2 separate regions of the Zea mays genome follow, and region 1 is linked to region 2. A link is a contact called in public Hi-C data. All regions are on one chromosome and are shown on one strand. The core of a region is the stretch at or near the end of the contact, and the rest is flanking DNA. Distances in the headings are between cores, read along the strand shown.

Evidence for each region. Hi-C and Micro-C count contacts between places; a contact is called where the count stands out from the background.
Region 1: a contact with region 2 is called in a Hi-C map of endosperm, with 2.4 times the contacts expected there. The contact joins the promoter of LOC100282864 here to the promoter of LOC103640631 in region 2. A contact is called at or near these places in 4 of 25 Hi-C or Micro-C datasets (bundle sheath, ear, endosperm and 1 more).

What each region holds. Positions count from the first base shown.
Region 1 is chr1:181,102,181-181,109,513 of Zm-B73-REFERENCE-NAM-5.0, reverse strand. LOC100282864 (copper chaperone) reads left to right here and starts at 2,716. Exons shown (of 3, transcript NM_001155770.1): 1 at 2,716-2,888; 2 at 5,242-5,317; 3 at 6,877-7,246. The coding sequence starts at 2,880. The coding sequence ends at 7,046. LOC100383715 reads left to right here. Exons shown (of 3, transcript NM_001176352.2): 2 at 1-1,093; 3 at 1,286-2,022. The coding sequence ends at 1,828.
Region 2 is chr1:180,824,394-180,831,671 of Zm-B73-REFERENCE-NAM-5.0, reverse strand. It overlaps LOC103640631 (2-aminoethanethiol dioxygenase-like), which reads left to right and starts at 3,951. Exons shown (of 5, transcript NM_001329842.1): 1 at 3,951-4,351; 2 at 4,609-4,736; 3 at 4,824-5,010; 4 at 5,123-5,326; 5 at 5,421-5,844. The coding sequence starts at 4,075. The coding sequence ends at 5,554.

The DNA of each region.
Region 1 (7,333 bases), core at 1,467-3,966, 280 kb before region 2:
AGAAGCTCACGGGCGCAGCATCGTACCGCACATCGGGCAGATCGTCTCGGCCGTCGTCAGGATCATGGCGTCAGGTTCAAGCACCCCCTCGCATTGCGCCGGTTGCTCCAAGGTGGTCTGCACGTTGTCTCGCTACTGCATCGACCCTCTGGGCAGGGAAGAAGAGAAGTCCGAGACCATGAGCTCCCTCTGCCGCCCCCTGTCAGACTGCCTGATGCACGCCAACAAGAGCGTCTCTTCCGGTTCAGCTCTCTGCATCGCTGCCCTCGTCCAGTCCAACAACTGGCAGTTTGCGTCTAACGAGTTGGTTAACGATGTCTGCCTGAAAGTGTCGGGCGCTCTGGAGGAGGAGCCTCGCTGCCAGACTGCTGCTGTGCATGTTAGATTGGTGCTTGCTCTGGTAAAGCACAGTCCTCTGACGCTGGAGCCTTACGGACGGACGCTGATAAAGTCGGGCTTGCAGGTACTGGATCGTAGCAGCACTGAGGCGAGCAGTTCTCAGATGATCATGTCGTCGATTCAGATGATCCATTCGATCATGAGAAGCGTGAACGTGAGGACCATATCTTCTGAGATCAGTAGCATCATCCATGCTCTGGAGCACTGCCAGGAGGACGGCTTCGCTCCAGATATCTGCGCCGCAGCTTCTCAGGCAGCCGAGACTGCTAAGCTACTACTAATGAGGCAGGAGGAACGTGGGGCACACAGAAACGTTAGCCCTCTGGGAAACTGCAGCGGTGGGAACAGCAGGAAGGGGTCGAATTCCCCTGTTGATCGTGCGGGTATCAGAGACAGTGGGTCTAGCGGATCTCCTCGTGAGACGCGATCTGTCCGTGGGTTTGACGGCTTCAACTCTCCGCTGCAAGGTGGACAACAGTGCACTGGTGTTCTTGGAGCTACGCGCGCGAGGCGCCGGCTTTGGAGCTGCGGATCTGAGTTTTCGCAAGGGATGTCCGACGATGAGCGTTTCTTCCGTACCTGGGCACCGTCTGATTCTTCTGATCTCGTCAAGTCGAGCAGGAGGCGCTCTGATGTGCTGGCAAGAATCGGTGATCCGTGTCCTGCCTGTTTAACGCCCCAGGCAGCTAATCAGGTATACATGGCATATTTGTTTTCTGTTTACATTGTTCCTTGAATGGTTACCAGAAACAATCTTGTGTGAGTGTTGAATATATGGCGATCAAGAAGTTCCACGGTGTTACACCACCATCTGTAGATTAGAGTGAATGCTTGACAGTTTATTTATTTATTTATTTATTTTGTTTGTTTCCTGTGAACCCTCCAGGTGTGCAGCAGACGGCAAGCGTTGTCGACTCCAAGGAAGCAGCTGCAGTCTCTGGCCTACTGCAGCGATTCCGAAAGAGACGGACACCGCCGCCTGCCTCCAAGATCAGCTCTAACGTTGTTTACGCAGCGCCCGGACCATCCTTCGTTTCAAAAGAACTCTGGATGCGAGGGAAGGAAAGGCTGTTGCAGCTCGACGCAGCAGAGGAGGAACCTCCAGTGGAGCACACGGACCGGGGACTCGCTGGCCGAAGACCTGAAGTTCGCCACAAGCAGCAGCAGCAGCAGCAGCCGGCGTTGTTGTTCTGACAGCGCACGAGCTCCTCCTCCGCCGCCGTGCGAAGAACGCCGATGCGACGACGCTGCTGAACATCGTCCGAAGGTGACTGGGATCGCCAAGAGAAGAGAGACGAACCGTCGTCGGAGCACGGCTCGGTTTTTTATCTGCGCTATGGTGGTGGTGTTCGCGGCGGCGCTGTTGCTGGCTTGCTGGGAGCAGGACCACCACCCCAGTAACGAGCTGTACTTCGTAGTACCTACTTAGGCCTGGTTCGTTTCTGCTGGATTGGTGGGTCCGAACGATTTCTAACTGGATTACTTTTTTAATTTATATAAATTTTGATTAGTTGGAACGATTCTAGGTGCAATTCGACACAAATGAAAGGCCTTAGCGTATGCCTCCATGTGAGTGTAACCGTAAGATCTTACCTTTGTAAGAAAAAAGGAGGGTCATTTTCGAACTTGGTTTTACATATATGTTAAGTTATACTACATATTCTTAAATATTTGTCATCCATTAATTTATTTTTGAACTAATCGGCGATAAATAAAAAAGAACGGAAAAAGTGTATACATGAGAATGACAAGATGATGATGCTGTTGGAGAGCACCGAAACTGTGAAAGCTAGTGTGCATGATGATCACAGAGTCTTCAGTTCAGTTTTTTTTATGCTAATCTGTCCAGTTTGTACTTTTAATCTGGCTGGTAATAAGTAATCCCTCCGGTTTCCTATTAGTTGTCGTTTTAGATAAGGTTTGAGTCAAACTTATAAAATTTTGACTACAAATAACTATTTTGTTATTTAGTTTTGGAACCTAATATTTATATGCACCAATTTGTCATAAAAGTACTTTTATAAAAGTATAAATGTATTAAGAGTTCATTTGTATTTTAACAAAAAACATTGGTCAAAGTTATATTTTGGAGACCGTGTCGTTGTTCTAAACGATAACTAATAGGAAACCGGACGGAGTAGTAGTAATCAGCACGCAATTGGTGGTTGAGATAGTCTAAAAAATAATAATGTCTGACCGCAGAACCGACGGCGCCCGACCACCCACGCGAACGCGATGACGCAAACCTACCTCGGTTGGCCGGACGCCCCACCTGTCATTCACGGGAAAAGAGGACTTGGCCTCGCCTTCCCTTGCGTGTTTACCGACGCCACCGGCCGCCTGTATATCCTCACCCAACTCCGTCCCTCTCTCCCGGCCCAGATAGATCTTTCCCCCGTCCTCCCTCGCCTTCGCCTTCGCCGGCAGGAGATTTCCACCACCACCGCCGAACCGCCCCGACCCTCCTCCCCTCTCGCGCTATGGCCCAGGTAAATGCTCCCCTTCCGATCTCGTCGGGAACGATTGGTAGTAGATCTTTTTGGAGTAGGTAGGTACTCGACTCGCCGGTCCCCTTTCGTTCACGGGATGATGCCGGTTAATGGTTTCGCCGTGCGCGTAGATCCACTGTAAAGGGGTCCTTTGGGCCTGCCGCCTACCCTTGCGTTGCGTCGATCATCTCCCTCCATGGATGCTCTCGACAGTTTTGGGTCTCCGCTGCTTTATGCATCCGTCTCTCGAAGGATGACCTAAATCCTCTTAATTTTTTTTTTGTAATATATGCTCGTCGACAATCATACTTTTTAATTGATGCGGTGGATCCATCTCCCGTCTGGTATGCTACACGATTATATGGGATGCGGATGTGTTATCTCTGCTCCAGTGGCGGAGGACGCTAGAAAATTTAGGTGTTGCTAACGCGACTAAGACTAAAAATTTATGACACAGTTTAAAACAACTTGTAGCTATAAAATAAGTAATAGATGTTGAAAAATACCTTATTTAATAGTCATCTTGATTACAATCCATTTACAACCAAATGTCATATGGCGAATAAAATCTGGAAAAAAGAAAAAATAAGTTAGGAGCAAAAGAATCAGACCTTTAGCTATGAAAGCCCTTCTAACATCATCTCTAATATTAGGAGCAAAAGAATCCATTGGAATACAAAGTCCCGGATCAGAAATAATGTGATCCGGGTTGAACTGATTTATACCTTCGACTTGACCATTAACATTTTCACCATTGGCATCTTCACTATTATTCTCTTGGACTCCAACTTGTATTCTGGGTTCATTGCAAACTCCATCAGCGCGAGTGCTTAGTCTACTTCCACTAGAAGCTTGACTGAAATAGCTCTTTAAATCTGTCATTTTACGAAGCATATAGCATGTATTAGATAATTAGAAGACATTACAACAGCCAACAGGGAGTGTTCACATAATATAGAGAGATACTTTTTTGGGCCATATTCTTTGTCTTGTTTTTGTTTGTATCCAAGACTGCTATTTAGAAATTGGAAAATCTGCACATTGAAAAATCTACTAGATTAGACACGCATAATAAAATACTCACGCGGGTAATCAAATAAATACTCATGAGCTACCTTTGACCTTTCTATGCTCTGCTCACAAGTCTCACAAGTCACAATCAAACAACTAGAAGCATAGAAGCACGAAGCAAGCAGACAACTAGAAGCACTAAGCATTAAGCAATCAGCCAAGCAGACAACTAGACAAGCAGACGTGCGGCCAAGCAGGAAGCAGCGGCAGGCGGCAGCCGTGCGGCCATGCGGGTCGGCGCCTCGGCGGGACCAAGCGGCAAGCAGCCCGCAGCCGGCCGCCGGCGGGACAAGACAACCGGTCAACCGGACAAGCAGATCAGCGGAGCACCGGAGCTGGCGGCTGGAGCGTGACGAGTCCGAGGCTCCGAGCGGCTGGAGGCCTGGAGGCTGGAGCACCGGCAGGAGCGGCCTGCGGCCGAGCAGGCAGCTGTGCGGGACGCTGGCAGTGCGGCTGTGCGGAACGCCGTGACGAACCCTAATCTCTATTCTATTAGTGGGCCGGCCCAAGGTATTGCCCAGGCAATACTGGGCCATACTGGGCCCTCCGCCCCTGCTCTGCTCCAAATTATGAAATTATTATAGATCATTTTTTATTCTCTTTTTTATATACTCCTACATACTACACACTACCTCCCTCCGTTCTCAAATATTTATCGCCCGCTAGTTCAATTTTGATCTAAACAGCGACAAATAAAAAAGAAGGGAGAGAATAGTTATTTTTTTTTCTTTACCGGGCACCAACCAAGACACAGCGAACGTCTAGCTGCGTAGCACAAGCCATGCTGAAAAGCCAAGACGACTTATAAGGCCATGTTTGTTTCTTTCCAAGATTATATAATCCATCTTATGAATTACATAAACACCTAATGACCTGCACCTGCTTATGGATTATCATAATCTAGGTATCTAGATAATATAATCCACCTAATAATCTGTGTTGTCTGTTTGGCTCTTTAACTTATTTAAGCCGGATTATATAATCTGGAGGATAAACAAACAAGACCTAAATCTGGGATGGAGTGAGTAACTAGTTTCGTATTTCAGCACGTAAATACGAAGGGCCGGCAAAGGTATTAAATTCGGAAGCGTGTGCATTCGGTCGTACTGGTAAAAGCTCTAACCATACAAATTGCTGGAGCTATCAAGTGTATGGAGTTCCAGGGGAAGCACATCGATGCTTTAATTATTTTCTCGTTCATTCGGCGATGAAAAGTAAAATTAGACTGACTGTCAACTGATTCCTACAACTGTTCTTTTTTCTCTCCCCTGGATGCATGCAGACTGTTGTGCTCAAGGTTGGCATGTCCTGTGAGGGCTGTGTTGGAGCTGTCAAGCGGGTCCTCGGCAAGATGGAAGGTTGGTTTCTTGCTCGTGCTTAATAGTACGTGTATCACCTGCTATTAGCAAGCTGTGATTGGAATTGGCTGTGTTGCGCTAGGAGTTTAATTGAATATCAACAAACCATGGCTATGCTTTGCAGCTGGCGCTGCACTCTAAACTTACTATATTTTGATCATCTGAAATGTATTTCAGTCATGTTGCTACAGCATCCGGGTATGTTATTGGTGTCTAACTTGTAATGCAATTGCCAATTGCATGTATACTAGTCTTAAATCACCAACTTAAGTGGATGTAGGTATTAGATGTACTGTGTGTGTACTGTAGGGTTTCTCTTCTATCAGTAGGTTACTAGATTGAGCCTTTTGGCTCTGTGAAGCTATGTTGGAGCTGTTAAGTGGGTTCTGGGCAGGGAAGGTAGGTTGGCTTGTAACTCTTGCTTAATACTTGTATTTTCCTTCTAGCATCTATTAGCATTTGCATCTGCAGTTGGATAACCTTGTGGTCAGCTTTAATTGGTTGTTAACAAATCATGGCCATGCTTCGATACTGCTTCTGGGCGAGAATCTAGCACAATGATATGACCTACACTCTTACAGAATTTTAGCAGCAGTATGCTTGCTTTTCCAAGTTTTCTTCAAGTGGAGCTAGTTACCAAGATTTGTGCTGATTAAGTGAATTTTCTCCAGTGCTGTTTCATTTCTATCAAGAATCTTGTTTCAAATAATGGAACAGCTACTTTGTAGGCATTGTCTACTATCTGCAGATGTTCGAGTAGCAGCTTTAATGATTTTCCACAATTGAAACAAGTATTACCCACGATATTTGCGGTACTTGAAATATTCCAACAGATAAAGAAGAAATCAAATGATCATGAAATGCAATAGAAAGTTTTTTTAATCAATTTGTATGGACCCTGTTTTACAGAATGCTTTGTGGCGAAATTCACTCTGCAAGTTCTGAGTACTGAATTTTTACTGCTGGCTAGCCCTCTAAATTTGCTACTCCTTCCATTCCATTCCTAATTATAAGTTGTTTTTGGCTTTTCTAGGTACAATAACTTTTACTTCGTATCTAGACATATTGTATATCTAGGTGCATAACAAAAGCTATGTACCAAGAAAAGCCAAAATGACTTACAAATGGAGTAATTTTCTTTCTGTGACATGCATTTGATCATGTTACAACAACATTCGGATGTGTTGTTGGTCAGCTTTAGGTGGAAGTAGATACTAGATTAAGTTTTTTTCTTTCTGCACTTTGCTTTGAACTGCTTGGATACTAGTCTTAAATTATCAACTTCAGTGGAACTGGAAGTAGATTACTAGATTCAGTTTGGGCCTTTTTTTTTCAATTTGCTTTGAACTGCTTGGACACTAGTCTGAAATCATCAACAGAAGTGGAGAAATATTAGTTTGACCCTTTTGATTTTTGCAATCTGCTTTGTTTTCCCAGTGGTAGTTGCAAAACTATACATATACTTATATCTGTTCCTAAGCAATTTAGTTGGTTGAAAATGCGCTGTACTTCACAGTATCTGAGTCTAAACGCACGCATCGTTCTTGTGGTTACTTCAGGCGTCGAGTCCTACGACGTAGACATCATGGAACAGAAGGTCACCGTGAAGGGCAATGTGACACCTGACGCCGTCCTGCAAACTGTTTCCAAGACTGGCAAGAAGACTTCGTTCTGGGAGGCTGAGGCCGTGACAAGTGAATCCGCCACACCTGCCGGTGCCACCGCCTGACAGGTTCGATGATCTGGAAGTGCCCGGCAAGGCGGCAAAGAAAAAAAATGTGAATGTATTTAGCTTGGATCTGTTACAAATAATTGCAAACTGCTAGCTCGGTCTGTACATTTTACAGTTGCTATTCGTGTACTGTGATGTTCTCGTAAGTTTGGGGAGATGATAAACCAATATTTGTATGATATATGTGTCGTGTTCCATAAGGTAAGGTTTTGACGGTGTGCTATCATCACCTGAGGTGACTTTAGCATCACCAGGCTACTTCAACTCGGTTACCCCATTCCCAT
Region 2 (7,278 bases), core at 2,702-5,201:
CCATAACAACGTCTCTATGTTCATCTACACTCCTCGAAATTCTCGGGACGATTGGGGCCGCCAGGGGCTTATCCACGTGCACCCTCGGGACTTTATTTGAGAGATGCCTCGGGGCACAAGGGGTCCAGAGACACACTTAATCCATGCCAGTGCGTGCAGCCCTAAGGGAATTTACTCAATTAGTAGCCCCGAACGCAAGGGGTCCTAGGGGCTGCACTTAATTAGTACTCTAGGGCACGATGGCCTCGAGTGATATACTTAATCAGTGCCCTAGGACACGAGGGCCCCTAAAGGCTATACTTGTCAAATGCACTAGGGCATGAGCGATCATGGTGATTTTACTCAATTAGTCCTTTTATGAGTTTTGGTGAAATAAATGATAACATAATTAAACTCTAACCAATTTGCTAAGTGTTACGCAAAAATTGAGTATATTGCAAACATTTGAATATTATATAATGAGAAGTGTACAAAGGTTCAATAAAAGATCAAACTCGATGATATTCCATATTGTTTGGATGAAGGCCAATATTTGTGTATTATTGTATTAGAAGAAGTATTGCCAGGGAGCGACAGTACCGCTCCAGGAGAGGTAGTGGCGCCCAAGCCAAGAAGCCAATAATGAGTAACTTGTTGTTGTGATTAGGTTTCGAGGATAAAAAACTGAACAAACCGAACCTAACCAAACCAAAATTGAGGTTTTTTAATTATGTGAACTAAATGTGTACTGTAATGGACTTGTTATTCACTTATCTGTATGTGATGTATGATGAACATCTAAATCTTTGTAGTTATATTTTTACTTTTCAGATTATTTGTAATCTATCATGTAAACTTGTTGTATGAGATACCATATAATCTTCTTGATTATAAGTTTGGTGTTTAATTTTTACTGAAAACTGAAGTAAAAACTATCAGTTATATATTTTTCTAGTAAAGAATCAGTTCCTGTTGTATGTAAACCTGATCAAACCAAACCGGGTTAAAAATGAACACCCAATCCTAGAGACGCAAGGGATCCGAGAAATTTATACCGCTAGATGTCCTCAGATGCGAAGAGCCTAGAAATTTATCTATGAGGTGCTCTAAGGCTTATGAAGCCTTGTGGACAATATTGCCCATATTGGTAATGGATCCGAGGGTACATGGAACCCTTTGAGGCCTTGTTCGGTTACATCGGATTGCACCCGGAATCGTTCCGGTTAATCAAAGTTTATATAAATTAGAGAAGCAATCCGGCTCGGAATCGTTCCGACCCACCAATCCGACACAAACGAACAAGGCCTGACCAGGATCCTAGAGCGTGCTGTGAGTGAGCAGGGGCAGATTTAGAGGTTTGTAGAGGTCAGCTAAAATTTATAAATCATTTTAGCAAAATACTATTAAAGTTTTAAAAAAATTATATCATATATAAAAGCTGATGTTGCTGACGTCAACCATATTCTTGGCTAGATTAGCCACTGAACCGGAGGTATGCCTTCCTCCAGGTGGCTGATAGATAGGTACTTAAAAGAAGAAGCATATATTTAAAGTATCCGTTAGTTCAATTAAAAGAAGTGCAAAAACCGACATCATGATCACGAATCCGGTAACGAAGGAACTGTCACTTAAGACATCCATTTTTTTCATGTAAAAAGAATGAGTATTATAGATAAAATCTTATTAGCATGACTGTATTTTCAAAAGATGGAGACGTGTGGCCACTGTTTGTCTTTGGCTCAGCTCGTCGTCGTCGTCGTCCTCCGCCCTGCTACAGGCTCGTGCAGCTGCCAGCTATATATGCCTATGCCTGGCCCAGCAGGATCTAGTTTTAGATGAAAAGACAGCAAAAACAATTAGCTGTTTTTTCAACCGCTTTCATTTCTAATTGCAACTAAAATCTAGCTTCCTCTTTGTGTTCAATCGATGTACAAGTGTATTCATTTTGTTAAGAAACCAAATTTACTTTATTTATCTATACTGATCTAGAGTTTTTTTTATTATTATATATCTATTTACGTTCCCGCTAGCGAGGACAGACTAGCTAAACTGTTGTTGAAGTCAGAGAAGGCCTGCGCGGAGAATCCAGCAGCGACGACACCCACAGGTTTGGCGATTACTACCACTGTTTGCCTTGCCTTGTCAGCACATGGACGCCACGTGAGGTCGACAGGTCACCACACGCATGCCGGAAGTGGGAAGGGAACGTGTATTAGCTTAACTCGAGAGCAAGAAAGCCGCCTAGTCAATAAACCGTAAAAATGAGTAGAAAAGTTTCTTTTCCCTTCAAAATTTAAAGTCTTGTTTGAAAGCAATCTAGTCTTTAAGAATTCAGTTTTTATCTCTAACTTTTAGAACCTGGTTTATGGTGTTTGGTTTTTCAGCTAGAAGATGCTAGCTTCTTGTTTTTTAAGAAACTTAAAATGCATTTTTTATAAGTAGAGTTAGTAAAATCTAGAGCCTGGCCCTTAGATTCGATGGAGTAGATGACGAAGGTGACAGAGAGCTGAATATGTTTGACTGCAAAAAATAATATAAAAAAATCTGATGTCGTGGTCGTGGTATCTAGAACTGACGGAATTAAGGTGGATGCATGAAAACAAGGCCGACAGTGGGAAACGGAGTGTCAGCACTCACACCGTGCAAACGGGAGAATCCACAAAACAACACTGGTTTGAAACGACATTCAGAAAATAGCATCCGTTTTCAAGTAATTCTTAGAACAGCACCTGTTTCACTAAATTAATTTAGAAAGCAGCACTTCATCTATATTTTGCATTCTTTCATTGCTTATACCACATACAAGTGGACCAAAGTACACCTATTCATTTCATAACCCTCTTTTTATCTCTTCTGTCCATAAGAAAAACATAAATAGATAAAATATATTAGCTCCATTTTTTATAGTGTTAAACATACAAACAGACACACATTGTTTATGAAGGAAGAAGTCTAGATTTAACTATTGAACATGAACTTCAAACCTAGGTATCTTCGTTATCGAACTGTTGAAATTAGACATACTTGGTTCACTGAAAGGTCTTCGATTGTATATCCTCTGTTCTTTTTTATTTGAAGTGGTTGTTTTTTTTTCAAAAAACTTCAATCACCCGTCATGTTCAAAAAAATTGTATGTTCTTTAAAAACTACTCTCTCCACCGCAAAATATATCTTTGAAGTTCAATGGTTAAATCTAGACTTCTTCCTTTATAGAACATCTATGTTTATTTTTATGTTCAACATTATGCTTACCAATATAAAAATAGAGCTCACATACTTGCATGCATTTATGTTGTTCCTATTGAAAGAATAGATAATAAAACAAGGCTATGAAATGATAGGGGCAATATGGTCCATTTGCTTGTGAGGTGAGAAATAAAAGAATGAAAAATATAGATTAATGCTGTTTTCTGAATTCATTTGATGAAACTGGTGTTGTTCTTTGAATTGTTTAAAAAAGAGTGCTATTTCAACACTGTCTCAAACTAGTGTTCTTTCATGGATTCCCCCCGTGGAAACGGGCTTGACGAGCCGACGGCTAGCGGAGTCCGGACTCCGGAGCGGAGAGCGGACGGAACCGCTCCTGGAAAGTAAACGGTATGGGCATGTCAAGCGCGGGCGCGCGGTGGGGCCCACGTGTCGGTGGCAGCGTAGCGGATAACGATTGTGATGTACGAAACCGGAAACTGTGTGCTAATCTACTCCTCGTCGCCCTGCCTCGGGCTCGCGCCGTCGGTTTTGGTTATGCCGCGCTTTCCGCTTCCCGCGAACCGGGCCGCCACCGCCAGCCACGCCGACAGTGACCAGCAGGGGGGGCAATCCTCTCCCTCCCGCCCGCCCGCTTTCCTGTTGGCTCGCGATGGGTGGCGGCAGGGAACACAGCCCACGGTTTTTGCTGGCTCCCCGTCACCCCCTCCTCCGCTCCGCCTCCTGTTTATAGTCGCCTGCTGTCGCGGCCCCTTTTTCCTTCCACCACCCACCGGCCACCACCCTCCGCGCTTGCCTAGTTGCCTTGACTGCCTGCCTCGTCTTACCACCAAGCTAAGCTAGCGCGTTCCTTCCTTTTTTCCTCCCTCGCTTCCTGTTGCTCGGTCCATGGAGGTGGCGGCGGCCGCGACGGCGGGCGCGGGGGTTGTGGAGCTGCAGCTCGACCTACTCGAGGCGGCGGCGCCGACGGAGCGAGAGGCCAAGAGGCGCCGGGTGCACCCGGTTCCAGCGGGCCCACCGGCCGGGGCAGCAGCGCCGGGACGCCGCAGCTGCAGCCGCAGGCGCCGCGCCGTGCAGCGTCTCTTCCAGGCCTGCCGCCACGTCTTCCGGGGCCCCGGCACCGTGCCCAGTCCCGGCGAGGTCCAGCTGCTCCGCCACATGCTCGGTGAGCCATGCACGACCCGACTCAAAAAAAACTAGAACATTTCGTAATTTTCAGCGATCGATCTGGAACGAACTGGTTGTCATGGACCGGCATGGCCTCCGCGTACTCTGTTCAATTTCACTAGCACTAGCACTTAGCTGCTCTGCTTATACTGAATCTGAATTCCTGTACAGAATAGTATGCATCCATCAATCATGCACCTGTTTCGTGCATGCGTTTACTGAAAAACCTCAACTCCTTCTCCTACCAAAATGCAGACAGGATGCGGCCGGAGGACGTGGGCCTGAGCCCGGACCTGAGCTTCTTCAGGGCTCGAGACGCCACACGTGGCGGTGGCACCCCGACCATAACGCACACGACGATATACAAATGCCCGAATTTCTCGGTAGGCAGAATTATTTCGATAGTGTGTGTGTACTACAGCAATGCTGAAAAAGCTCGTGTTTTCTAACCTTCCCCTTGTCTATGGCAGATGGTCATCCTCTTCCTGCCGCGAAACGCGGTGATCCCGCTCCACAACCACCCTGGGATGACGGTGTTCAGCAAGCTGCTCCTGGGGTCGATGCACGTCAAGTCGTACGACTGGCTCAACACTGCTGACCCCGATCCTTCTTCCGCCACGAGCACCACCAGCTCTTCGTCCTCCGATGGCCCATGCCGTAAGCTTCTGCCACTCACTGTCGCCGCTCGCCGGCTTGATCGTCTGTTTCTGTTGTTAACCCCTCTGCACTGCAGCACTGATGTCTATGATCTTGTTCTGTTCCTGCGCAGTGAGGCTGGCAGAACTGGTGGTGGACGACGTCTTCACGGCGCCGTGCGACACCTCCGTGCTGTACCCGACGGCGGGAGGGAACATGCACCGGTTCACCGCCATGGCGCCCTGCGCGATCCTCGACGTCCTCGGGCCCCCCTACTCCATAGAGGAGGACAGGGACTGCACGTACTACGCGGAATTACCGTACGCACACCACTCGCGTAAGTGGCCGCATCTTTCACCTCATGAGTTCTTGCCGTTGCACTAGAGTAGTGACTCACGTATGGGAGACCGGTTCGTGTCTTTGCTCTGCAGTGGTGGCTGCGGGCGAGGACGTGGAGCGGGGCCAGGGCCAAGGCCATCTGGCGTGGCTTGAGGAGATCGACATGCCGAGAGAGCTCAAGATGTGCAGCGTCCACTATGGTGGACCGCCGATCTCCGACGAGTGACGTCGCCGGCCGTCTCCCTCACTGGTTGTACTATGTCTAACTGATCGCGGCAGAGCCGTGCCGCCGCCGTTGTGTATAGCAGGCAGCAGCAAGCCATAGGCTGTAGTTACACGAAGTCCCGATCGATTACAATGTTTCTTGCTGGCCTGCATCGTTGTTCTCTAGATGCCCTTTCTTTCTTGTTATTTTTGTTTCTACTACTACTACAAGTAGACGATGTTTTGTCCTGATGATGAATGATACAGATAAGTCATATATATCCACATATTTCATTTTTGTCGTTTGGGCTATTCTGGTCATAGTTTGTGCGTGTTGCGCCATTTTGTCCAAATATTTTCATATTATATCTAATGTAGGTAATTCTTATGGATTTCGTAGCAACGTGGGCACGCACTTATTGTGGTGACTATACTCATCAGCAAATATAGCAAGTCTAATTTATCAAAAACAAGGTACAAAGCCTAAACACCAATTAATATATTCATACAACATTTGATGTATATATTTTATATATGTATCTAGGTTTATCTTCATAAAAATCAAGAGCTAAAACGACTAATATTTTTGATACGGAGGGAGTACTTGATATGTATAGCCTACTCATCCAATATCATCCAATAATATGAGAGTTGAATATGCCACTGTTACAAATTGTGTGCGTTTGGTTCATGATAAATGAGGGCTACTTCATCAAAACTGGATGACATATACCTATGCTTGATCAACGCTAAAGGTGATTATATATACTGTTACCAATATGCCTATATGCCCATCCAAAATGCTACTATGCATTACTGGGTGTGCTTCTCTTATAAAGAAATTTTGATGCAGGAGATATAGACTTTGAAATATTGAAGGAAACCAAAACACCTGCCAATCCACCTATCTTGTCATGGTAGAGCTGTGGGAGATGGATATCCTCGGATCCACACAAGGGCGAAAACTTCGCTCGGGGCCACGTGACAGTTGCCCCTCTCAAGCGTCCCATCATGGGCCAGACGAACAAAGACAATGAAAGCAGGCCAATCTAGAGGCGAAAGAGGCCCACGTCCAAGCTAGTCGCGGCATAGACGTGGATATGTCGGGTCTGTTTGTTCCCGTGCCCGACATCCTAACTAAAACGACGGGGATATCTCGGCATGAAAACGCCGGATTTTCCTCGAGATAGTAAAAGATGTTTGCTACTAATTAGAAGATAAGTAGGAAGACTGCGATCGATACTTGTGCGGGAAGACGCCCATGGTTGTGTATATAAGGCCAAGGGGGACCCCATCTATTTTTATCTCATTAGCATCCCCTCAGTCCAGTAATCACCGACTGTAATCTCATCCATATACAAAGTCATCCTAGGAAGGAGGGTATTACGCTCTTCAAAGTGGCCCGAACCTGCTGAAATCCGCTTCTCTCTCTCTTGCCAGAGCGTGAACCATCGAGTTACGATCTGCGACACCGACCTACCCAAAAGCACCACGAGGGTAACCCCGGGTGTGCGGTTTGACACAAAACACCGACAAGAGCGGCGACATCCATTCTAAAGGATCACATCTACATATATCCCCAATTACCTTAACACTTAATGACACATAAAACATGGAACATAGTCTATCTTAACTCCAATACCACGGAGGCTACAACGGTGGGATTCGCTGTCAATGAATCTCAATTATATTGGCATAATTCACTATATATTTCATGATTAGATCGTCAGTTTGGTTGTAACGGTC